Linked DNA regions of Zea mays: all the other regions are linked to region 1. A link is a contact called in public Hi-C data. All regions are on one chromosome and are shown on one strand. The core of a region is the stretch at or near the end of the contact, and the rest is flanking DNA. Distances in the headings are between cores, read along the strand shown.

What was found. Hi-C and Micro-C count contacts between places; a contact is called where the count stands out from the background.
Region 2: a Hi-C map of leaf shows a contact between it and region 1, with 5 times the contacts expected there. The contact joins the promoter of LOC100192867 here to the promoter of LOC100277572 in region 1. A contact is called at or near these places in 3 of 25 Hi-C or Micro-C datasets (ear, leaf and tassel).
Region 3: a Hi-C map of leaf shows a contact between it and region 1, with 6 times the contacts expected there. The contact joins the promoter of LOC100278107 here to the promoter of LOC100277572 in region 1. A contact is called at or near these places in 2 of 25 Hi-C or Micro-C datasets (leaf and tassel).

The regions. Positions count from the first base shown.
Region 1 is chr8:131,390,117-131,394,236 of Zm-B73-REFERENCE-NAM-5.0, forward strand. It overlaps LOC100277572, which reads left to right and starts at 2,091. Exons shown (of 2, transcript NM_001151094.1): 1 at 2,091-2,370. The coding sequence starts at 2,147.
Region 2 is chr8:131,523,944-131,527,749 of Zm-B73-REFERENCE-NAM-5.0, forward strand. LOC100192867 reads left to right here and starts at 2,179. Exons shown (of 8, transcript NM_001358391.1): 1 at 2,179-2,661; 2 at 2,750-3,451. The coding sequence starts at 2,589.
Region 3 is chr8:131,172,265-131,176,306 of Zm-B73-REFERENCE-NAM-5.0, forward strand. LOC100278107 reads right to left here and starts at 1,998. Exons shown (of 2, transcript NM_001361306.1): 1 at 1,174-1,998. The coding sequence starts at 1,906.

The sequences.
Region 1 (4,120 bases), core at 841-3,340:
GTGGCCGAGCGACGTGCGACGTGGGCGCGTCCACAGCGGGGCGTGCAGGCGGGAGGTTAGAGGAAAGGGGGAGCTGATAAGCGGGGCCCGCGGGGCAGCGACTCAGCGCGCGGGGCGAACGGGTAATGGCGCTGACGGGGCGGGCCCGCAGTGCAGAGAGAGGGCAGGGGCACGCACGGGAAGGGAGCGACGCCGACAGACCGACCCCACCAACAGTGGGAGAGAGGGGGCGGGCGCGTGAGCGCGGGCTGGCTGGGCTGAATGGGCCAAAAAGCGGGGAGGGGAGGGGGTTTGGACTTCTTTAGGTTTTCTTTTTTATTCCGAATTTCTAATTCCTTTTCTTTTTGTTTTCTCCTTTTGAATTCAAATCCAACCAAACTACAAATTTAAATTTGAATAATTCAAACATATGCATCAAAGAAAGACCAAATTCTAGGCTGAGCATGATGCAACACTTCATGTCCCCTAGGGTTTAATCTACTAAAGTAATAATACATTTTCAAATAAATAGATAAAACTCTATTAAAAGGAAGAGAAAAGAAATCTATATAGAGGAGAAAAAAAGGTAACACCTGAATTTGGTAGATATTAGAGAAAAAAATTTATACCCCCAAATTCAGGGTGTTATAGCACCTGAATGTCCGGTGGGGGCATCGGACTATCCGGTGACCCATATGACCGTTGGCGGCGGCTGACGTGGCCCAATTAGCCATGGGACAGGTGGCACCGGACTGTCCCGTGATCAGGCCCAGACGATCCGATGATTTTTATCCGAGGAGGCCGAGACCGAGTGTCCAATGTGCAACTGGTTGTCCGGTGGGTGGCACTGGACGATCTGATGTGCCCAGACCAAAGCTAAACTCTTCCGATTTGTTTTGGCGCTTCTTGAGAAGTTCCCTAGCACTTAGACAAACATAGTTAGCAACTTAAACAATTGACTAAGTGGTAGAACTGTACTTTTTTCACTTCTTTTTACAAGGATTTGCAATATGCATGTAACTAAGTCCAAGAAGCACTTTCTTTGCAGAACTGAGTTAATAGCTAAAACAAAGTACTAGAAACATAGTGTAAGGTGTATGCAACTTATCCAAACACTTAAACCTTGTGTGTTTTGATGGTTTGCTCAAAGTTGCACTTTTAGCCCTCCAATCCAGCTCATATGAACTTGCTACCTTCAACTTGCCTTTGCTACACCTGTGCTCATGATCATATTAAGAGAGTTAGTTCAAAGTGGTTTGTTGGGCATTTAATCACTAAAACAAATAGAAATGGTCTAAGGACACATTTCACTTTCAGTTGTATATACTTTTTTTGCTCAAACATTGAGTAGATAGCCACCTTAGGATTAACTATTTAATTTGTACCAAAACCAACCTCACCAAAAGTTAGCTACCCTAAAAACGATAGAGATTATGATTGGTGCCAAAATCTATCCAGCCATTGCTACCATAATGGTATACGTATATCAACTATTTGTTGCCAAGACTTGGCACGCCGGTCACTACTTTTGGAAGCAAATCTATGCTATAAAACTCTGATATGCTACTGGACACCATCAAAGTCTACTATGTAATAGTTGATGTACATTCCCTTCTCGCCACTACATCACACCGACATTGGATGAGATGATATTAAATGTGTTTCTTGCAAACAACCCTGCAATTAGAAACAATATGCGTACCAGGGGTGAACCAACCGGTGCACAACCACTGTCGCCTCGCCTGACATCGAGGAACACTATCCACACGCGATTGAGTCGGGCGCGAGAGAGAGGAGGGGAATCTTCATAGATGTAGGTTCAATACGGAATAAGTTGGACCATTGGTTAGATTAAAAAGAAGTATAAAAACTCTTTTATAAAAGGAACACGGTAAAACTAGTAAAATGAGTGCTTTTGTAGGAGTAGAGTAGAGAAACAACATGTATTCGTCTTAACAGACGGAAACTGTAAATTTATTCACTCATTGTCCGAAGTCCGTCAGACAATACCGTTGCGGCCGAGCCAATTAAACACTAACCACATCCGGTCCGGCCCAATACAAGCCCACCGAACCACGACAAATACAGGGCGATCTGGACCGTGGGCCCGTCAGATCACCAGCCATACCACACGACCGCAGAGGAGTAGCAAGAGCCCGGGGGAGAAATGAGCGCGGCGGCGGGCGGACTGCGGCGGCTGCTGGCGGCGGCGGCGACGGCGGGAGCCGCGGAGGTGCGGGCGTCCATCTTCGGCCACGCGCTGAACCCTACGGGGAGGCGCGCGGCGACGAAGCTCCTGCGGAAGAAGATGGTGGGCGACCAGGTGGCGCAGTGGTACCCCTACGACATCAAGCGCGACGACCCGCTCGTCATGGCGCGCGAGGAGAAGGAGTAAGTACTCACGCCCTGCTCGTCCGCCCGCCCGTTTGGGGCCTTGTAGTGGTTCGCTTGTCTCGCTTGATCCCTGTGCCGTGGGTTACTCGTGCTCGGTGCGTGTTCGTTGATATGCCTCCGAACCAGCGCGCCATCTCGCTGACGCCCGGGGATGCGTTTGCTGGCTTCAGTTACCGGCGCAAATGGACGGGCTCACAAATTTGATGTACCAGTCTCGTTGTTGGTTACTGCAACCAGGATGGCGTAGTGCCGTTGCAGCATGGTGTATCTAGGTTCCCACACCGTGCTTTCAGCCTCGATGGGTACCGCTGGAGGTCTAGAGCAATCAGTATTTCTAGCACGGTAGCACCTCTGGTGGCTTTCTAATTCATTTTCATCCATCTTTGGTGGTGGATTGACTTGCGTCTTTAGAAAGGCCAGAAGCTGTTGTTTTACTCTGCATCTTGCAATTCTATTTCTGGGTGCAAAATGATGTTTGCGACGTTGTTTATGAGTAGTCACAAGTATTCGTGGTGTGTTTGGTCTGTGGAGTCAACCTATACTTTGTAAGGTGATGCATCATCTCATAAATTTTGGTGGAATCAACTCATTCCTCATGTATATACTAATTATTACTTATGAGAAATGGGTGGTGATAGATCAACTTATTCTATTCCACAAACCAAATGAAAAAAGTGAGAAGTGAGAAGGAGATAGACCACCTCGTTCCTCAAACCATATGAAAAAGTGAAGAGTGATAAAAAGATAGACCACCTCATTCCTCAAACCAAAGACACTCTTGGTGTTAGTAGTCGCACTTGTAAGACAGTAAAAAGTAATGAAAGATTCTACAACGATATGCAAAAAAAAAATGCTAGCTGAAACATGCTAAGAAAAGCGTAGCGCAAGTGTGGATCAAGCATGATAGATAATCAGGGGCTGTTTGGTAGCTCAGTATTTTTGGAGTTTCAAGAAAAAACCATGGTATTTGTAAATACCATAGTATTTGTGGTTCAAAAGTGTTTGGTTGATGCTTGTAATAAAACTCTATTTTAAATACTATGGTATGATCAAAACCAAAGTTTTTTTTGAGTTTTGAATACTGAGGTTTGGGACTGAAGTTTTTCTCAGCCATGCCCTCTTGCGCCGAGTGAAGTTTTGGATACTGTGATTACTTAGCAGCCTTTTGCTGCCGTGACCAGCAGCCCACGTACACGTGTTATTGCTGATTTGTTTTATGTATAAAAACTAGGTAACCAAACATGCACATGTAGTTAGAAATATCATGGTTATATCACACTATTTGAAAACCATAGTATTTATGCTACAACAGTTTGAAAACTGTAGTATTTCAATACTATGGTATTTAAAACCTGTGATGCCAAACAGGGTGGCATCACAATTTTCACTTTTTCAGATATCATAGTATTGAAATACTACGGTTTTAGAACTGTTGTAGCATAAATACTATGATTTTTAAATAGAATGATATAACTATGGTATTTTTTATTACCGGTGCATGTTTAGTTATATAGTTTTTCATATATAAACTAAGTAATATTAGCACTTGTCATACCACGTGTACGTGGGCTGTTGGTCACCAGTAGCAAAAGGCTGCTCAGGACACAACATCCAAAACTTCACTGGACGCATGCGCACATGACAAAGGAAAACTTGAGGCCGAATTTCAGTATCTAAAATTCCAAAAATATTACGGTTTTGGTCATACTACAGTATTTAAAACAAAGTTTTGCCAGAACCAACGAAA
Region 2 (3,806 bases), core at 929-3,428, 130 kb after region 1:
GCCTCAATGACAATCTCATTGGGCGCTATAGGCGCTTGTGCCCTTAGTCGCAAGAACCTTCGGACATACGCTTGGAGGTATTCCTCATGATCTTGCGTGCATTGGAACAGGGCCTGAGCTGTGACTGGCTTCGTCTGAAAGCCTTGGAAACTTGTCACCAGCATATCCTTGAGCTTCTGCCACGAAGTATTAGTCCCTGGCCGAAGAGAAGAATACCATGTTTGGGCCACATTCCGAATTGTCATGACGAAGGACTTGACCATGACAGCTGCATTGCCTCCATACGAAGATATAGTTGCTTCATAGCTCATCAAAAACTGCTTCGGATCTGAGTGGCCGTCATACATGGGGAGCTGAGGTGACTTGTATGATGTGGGCCATGGAATAGCCTGCAGTTCTGCTGCCAAGGGAGAAGCATCATCAAAGGTAAAGGTATCATGATTAAAATCATCATACCATCCATCTTCGTTGAATAAGCCTTCTTAACGAAGCTCCCTGTGTTGGGGCCTCCGATCTTGTTCGTCCTGAGCAAGATGACGTACTTCTTCAGTGGCTTCGTCGATCTGCCTTTGAAGATCAGCGAGTCGCGCCATCTTCTCCTTCTTCCTTTGTACTTGCTGATGGATTATTTCTATGTCCCTGATTTCTTGGTCCAACTCCTCCTCCTGAAGTGTTGGATTGGTGGCCTTCCTTTTCTGGCTTCGGGCCTCTCGGAGAGAGAGGGTCTCCTGGTTCGGGTCCAGTGGCTGCAGTGCAGCAGTCCCTGGCGCTGAAGCTTTCTTCGGCGGCATGACGAAGGTCAGTGCTTGCCGAAGGTGGTCGAAAAAAGGGTTCACCGGAGGTGGGCGCCAATGTTGGGGACTTGCTCTCAAATGCTTCGACTTGAGAACAAGGCAACACAAAAATATTAAATGTTAATGCCCTTCGTCCTTCGAAGCATTATTTCTCTTAGGATATAATGATCTTCAAACGAAGGTCATGAAGGACGTACCTTCATCATCACAGTATATGTTAAATAAAAGAAGAAGCATATGACATATAAGAGACAACATAAACAATCATATAACATCATTAATTCATTCTTATTATATAATCATGGAAAGACAGGGACAATATTGAACTACAAAAGTACCTTCAACTTGATAAAAGGCAAAAAGTACAAGCGTGACACAAAAGCAAGTATAAGGCAGCGTGAACAGTACGGGGGTACTGTTCATCTATTTATAAGCACAAGACGCAGTCTATGAGAAATTATATTCATGCCCTTTACATTTATTATTGACTTATAGATAAATCTATGAGGACTAGATAACCTTTTCCCCTTTAAGTCGGTTCCTTTTTCTGCGATTGAGCCGAAGCACCTTTGCACGCAGCTTCGGAGCAACGACAATCTTCATCACGATCATGCTCTTCCCATCGTGTATGCTTTTATCCTAAGTCCGAAGGTACCTGTCCATAAGCCATGCTTGGAAGACATTGTTAAATTACGTTTCTGAGGACCTTCGGAGGACGAAGGCCCCCAACAAAAATCATCCCACACCTATAACCTCCACTAAAACCACCAAATAAATTGCACTCATACTTAACATACCATAAAAACAATGGTTTAAAGCGTTAGATAACCTCTCTCACTTACTCAAATCCAATGGACAATATTATTTGGATCATCCCTTATCTATCTTCCTCCCCTTCCCTCGCGACCGCGCCACCCCTGCCACCTTGCCCCACGTCCTCCCTCCCCAGCACTCGCATCGTCGTCGTTAACCTCTTCCCTCGCGTCGTCGCCGTCATCGACCCTCACCTCTTCGGATCGTAACGTTAGCACAGACTATTTGATGGTAAGTATTAAATATAGTCGAATTACAAAACTAATTATATAGATAAAGATTAATCAACGAGAAAATTTTATTAAGTCTAATTAATACACGATTAGCAAATGTTTACTATATCATCACATGAGTAAATCATATATTAATTAGGTTTAACCGACTCATCTTACAGTTTAGCACTTGTTTATATAGTTAGTTTTATAATTATACTATATTTACCATTTCTAATTATTATTTAAACATCCGAGATTAAAATTTAGCCCATGGAATCCAAACGAACCCTAAATAAACTGAAAACCACCCATCAAACTTTTATTTTAAACCTGAATCGAGCCGTTCCAATTCCAACAGGACGAGGCGCGCTTTCCTGCCCCATTTCCTGTCCCCGCGCGCGCTCCCCGCTCCCCTGGCTTCCTCTTTTCCGCCGCCACGACTTCCGCGCGCGCAGCATCGCCGCCGCCGTTCTCGCGCACAACGGATCAGAGATTTTCCCGGCCGTGCGCCCCTCTCGGTGAGAGGCGTCTCCCTCCTCCTACTCCACCTCCCCGCCCTCTACTGTCTCGGGGGAGAGTCGGTTTCGTTCCGAGATTTCCCTTTTCTCTCTCCGCTCAATTCGTTTGGATTGGTGCGCTGCGCCCAATCCAGTTGGGCGAAGACATCTGTGGTTCGATTGAGTCATTTTCGTCTTCCTCCGAGGATTTCTGGGGGTTCAGTTGAATCCCCATCCGCCACACTAAGCCCGGCCCTACCTGTGTTGCGATGCGCGGCGAGGCTGGCAATGACGGCGGTGGCGGGGATACCCAACTCCTGGACGGCGCCACACCTCGGTTAGGTGAGTGCGCATTGTTTATTGGCTCTGGTTCTGTGAGCGATTGGTGTAAATGTGTTATTTTTTTGTGGATGTGTATTGCGGTCATCAGGTTCTCCTTCGAGTGATGACGACGGAACACAGAGTGAGGCGTATGATTGGGCGCTGTACGACGAAACACAGCCTCTGGATGGTGCTGAGACCCAGTTTGTAGACCAGGTGGAGGAGGAGGGTGTGGCTGGCGATTGGACGGAGACACAGTTGGAGAGTGGCGACGAGGATGGTGGCAGTGGCAATGAGGATGGCGGCGATGACAGTGACCAAGTGAAGACACAACAACAGGTGGAAGATGGGGAACGGGGCAATGATGGTGGTGGTGGGGATGATAATGCTGGCAATTGGACTAAGACCCAGTTGGATGAAGTATGCGAGGTGTATGGAGCGAACAACTTTGTTGGAGACATGGTTGAGGCCCAGTTGGTTGAGGAATCTGAGGAGGAGGATGATGACAAGGATGGATTAACTGATGATGGTGAGCATGATCTTGGTGAGTGGGGGAAGACCCAGTTGGTTGAAGACTCTGATGAAGACATAGGTGACGATGAGTTGAGTGATGGCACTGTTGTCCTAAGTGACAATGAGAGCTTGTCAGAAGATGAGAGGGGCACAAAGTCAGGAACGGATAAAAGGGATGCAAAGTTGGGAATGGAAGGAAGCATCGAGGGGTTAAATGGTGGGATTAAGAAGCATGATGATAACAATAATTCGGTAGATTCTGATGCATCAACAGATGAGGAGGGTGACACAAGTTCAGGTCAGTTACCAGCTACTAATCTGCTACTATTGCTATCTTTTTGTCATGTAGCAATTCATTAGGACCGTTCTATAAAATTTACAATATAAATTGCTTTCAGAATTCCCTGTAGTTTTATCAGTTTTCACTCGAGAGAGGCAACAAATAGGTCATACACCACTTGTTCTGTTTCTTATTTTAAATTCAGAACTTGTCTTTTATAGTTTTGTCCGATAACAGAAATACATTTTCTCAGAAAATCACCATGTGTAGTCTCTTTCTTTTTTTAAAGGTACCGGTGCTTTTGCTGAGAATTTATTACATTTTTGTTTTCCCTGGTAAAGAGGTGATTTAGCTTAACATATTCATCTTGGGG
Region 3 (4,042 bases), core at 748-3,247, 220 kb before region 1:
CCAAACCAGTTACTCTGAATGCTCTGATTAACATATCTATTCTGACATATCGTATACATGCTTATATAAATACCAATAGCTAAGGAGCACCACAATGGATCAATGTGGAGCGCAGTGCCTTCCCCTTCACCGTGTACATGCGGACCCAACCAGCTTATCGCAGTGCCTCCTGCCCATAATGAACAGGCAAACAATGCATCCAGAACAAAAGTTTATTATTATTATTATGTCAAGGAATACCCCCAAAGCTATCAGTCCTCACATCTCAACGAGGGACCAACATATTTAATCAGTCGCATGGATGTTCACTCAGAATCAATTTCGCACAGACACAGGTTATAGTGGTTCGTCTATAAACATGAATTTTGTTGCTCTGTACTGACTATATGCATAAGGACTAATTAGGTGCATCCTCCTTGACAAAGCAGAATGAAAAGTTCGATAAAACATGCAGCTTTTATATGTGAACCCGTAATTTAATAGGAACATGCAGCTTTTATATGGATGGAATGAACAGAAAACTGATAATTGTGGTCGTAGTGCAAAAGAACTAAATATACTACAGGAAAAGCTTCCTATGCATGTTTGTAAAACACCTCAAGACTCTAATAACACCATGATGCTAACTAGTCATAGCTTTAAAACTTCATGATGCAAACAAGTCACAGCTTCAGACGCTTCATGCCCGCAAGATCGTGGATGGGTTTTTTTTTATCCGAGGACAAAGCTATAACAAGAAAAGACCTAACTCGCATGCATACTAGGATAGTATCGTATACACACATATATGATACTATCAGACAGATGTTCAATTTCTAGAACAAATGCAGATCGATCTGTGGATAAGCATATCTCATCTTACTAAGTTGGGTTCAATCCCGTGAAACAACACAAGTTATCATTTATTCAACAGCTTTCTGCATGACTACCATCCCAAATTCAATAATCGCTCTCCCTGATGAAAAAGATGCAACCAGCAGTTCAACAGAAAAAGCAGAATAGAAACTATTTGAATCAGATCCACTCCGCTATTCACATCAAAATAATTCGTTGCTTGATCTATAGAAGCAGTGCAGTAATAACGTTGTTTAGCCATCAATTTCAAGTACAGAGCAACAAGAACAACGGCGCAGTCAATAATACAGCTAGGATTGGGCGTGTGAGTGTTGATACCTCGTTGAGCTCGCTCTGCCGCGGCTTTCTGCTCGGCAGCAAGCGCCAGCTCGGGATCCACCCCGAACGCTTGGGCGTAGGTGTTGTCTATCGGCGAGAACACTGCGCGACGGTACGCCGAGAACAGCGCGGCCATCTCCATCCCAGGCACGGTGCGCGCCGCTTTTTCCGCCGCGTCCCGCTGAGTCACGGCGGCGTCCAGCAGGTAGTCGAGCGCCTTCCGCGGCACGAACCGCTGCCGTGCGGCCTGGATCTGGTCGGGGTGGTAGTCAGCGTCAGTGTCGAATGCCGGGACATCGACCAGGAGGAAGTTGCCGTCGCTGGGGTGGGGGCGGAAGGCGTCGGGGCTCTTGCACGGGCAGAGCAGCGCTAGCGCGCTGCGACGGGCTACCTCGTCGACGGCCTCCGCCACGGCGCCGGCGAAACTACTGCGGGTGCTGCCGCCCTGGGCCGCCTTCTCGGTGAAGTGCTCCTCGAAGGGGACGAGCTCGCTGGGCTCGAACCACCCGTAGCTTTTGTCGCCGAAGAAGGCGACCAGGACCAGCCCGTAGCGGTAGCCGCGGTGCACCTCCTCGTCGTCGGTGAGGCTGACGCTGTAGATGTGGCCCGGCCACCACGGGTGCGACTTCACCTTGGCCCAGACCATGTCGCCGAAGCGGGGGGCGCCGTTCGCCCACACGCTGCCGCCTCCGGCAGCGGGGACCATGGCGCCTCCGGCGGCGGGATCGGCCATCCTGTGGAGGAACCGAAAACCTAGATAAGCTTTGGACAGGGTCGATCGGTCTGGGCTTGGTTTGGGCTTCGGACGGTGTGACCCCGGGATCGGAGGAAGGAGGGCATTCCTGGTAATTTTTATTATTATCAGAGGAATAGGGTTTTCCATTATAACAAGGTTGAAATCTGAAAAAAAAAATTAGAGTTTAAGCGAAGGTACGGCCTTCCTCCTATTTCCATAAGAACCATGTGTAAAAACTTTTGTTAGGATTGATATGACGATTGGAGCAAGGATGAATAGTTTTTTAATAAAAAACTAATTATATCGGCTAATTGAAACAAAATATAAAATTGAACTAATCAAAACAAAAACAAAAAATCTAATCTAGATGCAAGGTGGGTAGATCTAGGCTTGGTTTAGGTTTAGGATTTGGAGAAGGGTGTTAATAAAGAAAAGGATGCTTTCATTATAATAAGGTTGATATTTGAGAAATTTAGACAGAGGGGTTGAGTGAAGGTGCAATATTTCTCCCATTTTTATAAGCATCATTTCATATATACAATTTTTTTGTAAAGATCAGCAAGAAGGCATAAATAGTTGTTCCAAAAATCAATTGTACTGATTGACTAAAATAAATATGAAATTGAACTAATAAGTCTAGCTTCATGTAAGTGATCTCACTCTAGCTCAAATATAAAATTGAAGGTAATTGGTCTAACATCAATTATACCTTACAAATATTTTATTTGGGTAACAATAATGTTGAGCAGATCAAGTCTAGTTAGAACAGTTGCCACTACTGCAGGATGGACCCCAATTTCAGCGTATGCCATATGCCCTTCTCCCGGTTTGGCTAGCGAACACATGTGTGCTCTTCTTTCTACCTCTCACTTAACAAGTGTAAGACCATGAAGAGCACTCAACTATTTGAGTTATGTTCCCTCCACCTCAATTAGCAAGGTGAGAGTAAATGTTGCCAAGCACCTCTTCATGAATGGGCCTTTGAAATTTTCCGAGAACATGTACAGTAACGGCTAGTTTCGAGTTGTTGGGGTATTTATACCCCCTCCACCAGCATCAATCATTGTCTTGGTGCCCCAACCATATAACATTCATTGCTTTGAGTTTGAAAGTTCCATGGCATAGTGAGGTCATTAGAAAATCATAATCCCATGATTAGTGTCTCATTAGTGCAAGAGAGAGCCACCTAGACCACCCACCACTCACATTAGGCTTGTCATGGTCAACTGAAAGCCTAGAGCTTGTTACTCTTGGTGATCGACATCACCTAGATGGTTTGGTGGTGATTGGAGCTCGATGATCACCCAAGAGGCTTTGTTGGTGACCCGGCTCAAAGATTGTATGCGGTCATGAGGAATCATCTTATAGTGAGCACTTGGTCCTTACGAGGACTAAGGTGGAGCTACACCCTTGTGCGGGTGCTCTAACAAGGACTAGTGGAGAGTGTTAACTCTCTAATACCTCGGGAAAAATTTGGAGGAGTTTTCTTGCCCTTGCTTTACATTCCGTAATTATTTTGAGCAATTTACTTTGAGTATTTACATTGCTAGTAGTTGCCATGATGACTTAGGTTTTGTTTAGATTTCCCTAGCTTTCGTGGTCTAGCTAAGTAGTTGGATGAAGTTGAGCTTAAGATTAGGGTTTAATCTTTTGCAAGAAATTTCAAAAAGCCCAATTCACCCCCCTCTTGGGCATCGTGATTGTTGGAACTTGCTGACATGTGGTCAAACTAATCCAAACAGTGGGAGAACAGGAATGATTTCATGCTTGTCAACATGGTGGATTAGAGCAACAATGTTTTTCCGCCACTCACATTAGGGTACTGTGCGGGGGTATTTATAGATAACCAGGGGGCGGTCTCACGTTGGCAAATACAATTATGCCCCTAGTTACCTACGTTATCACTGGAATATTCCCCATCCAAGGGTTATTACATGTCATTACTGAAAGTCGCCTAGAGGGGGTGGATAGGCGAAAACTAAAATTTACAACTTTAAACACACAATACAAACCGGGGTTAGCGTTAGAGCGAATATCAAGTCCGGGAGAGAGAGGAAAACAAATCAACCAAGAAAATAAAGTGGATGACACGGTGATTTGTTTTACCGAGGTTCGGTTCTAAAGAACCTAGTC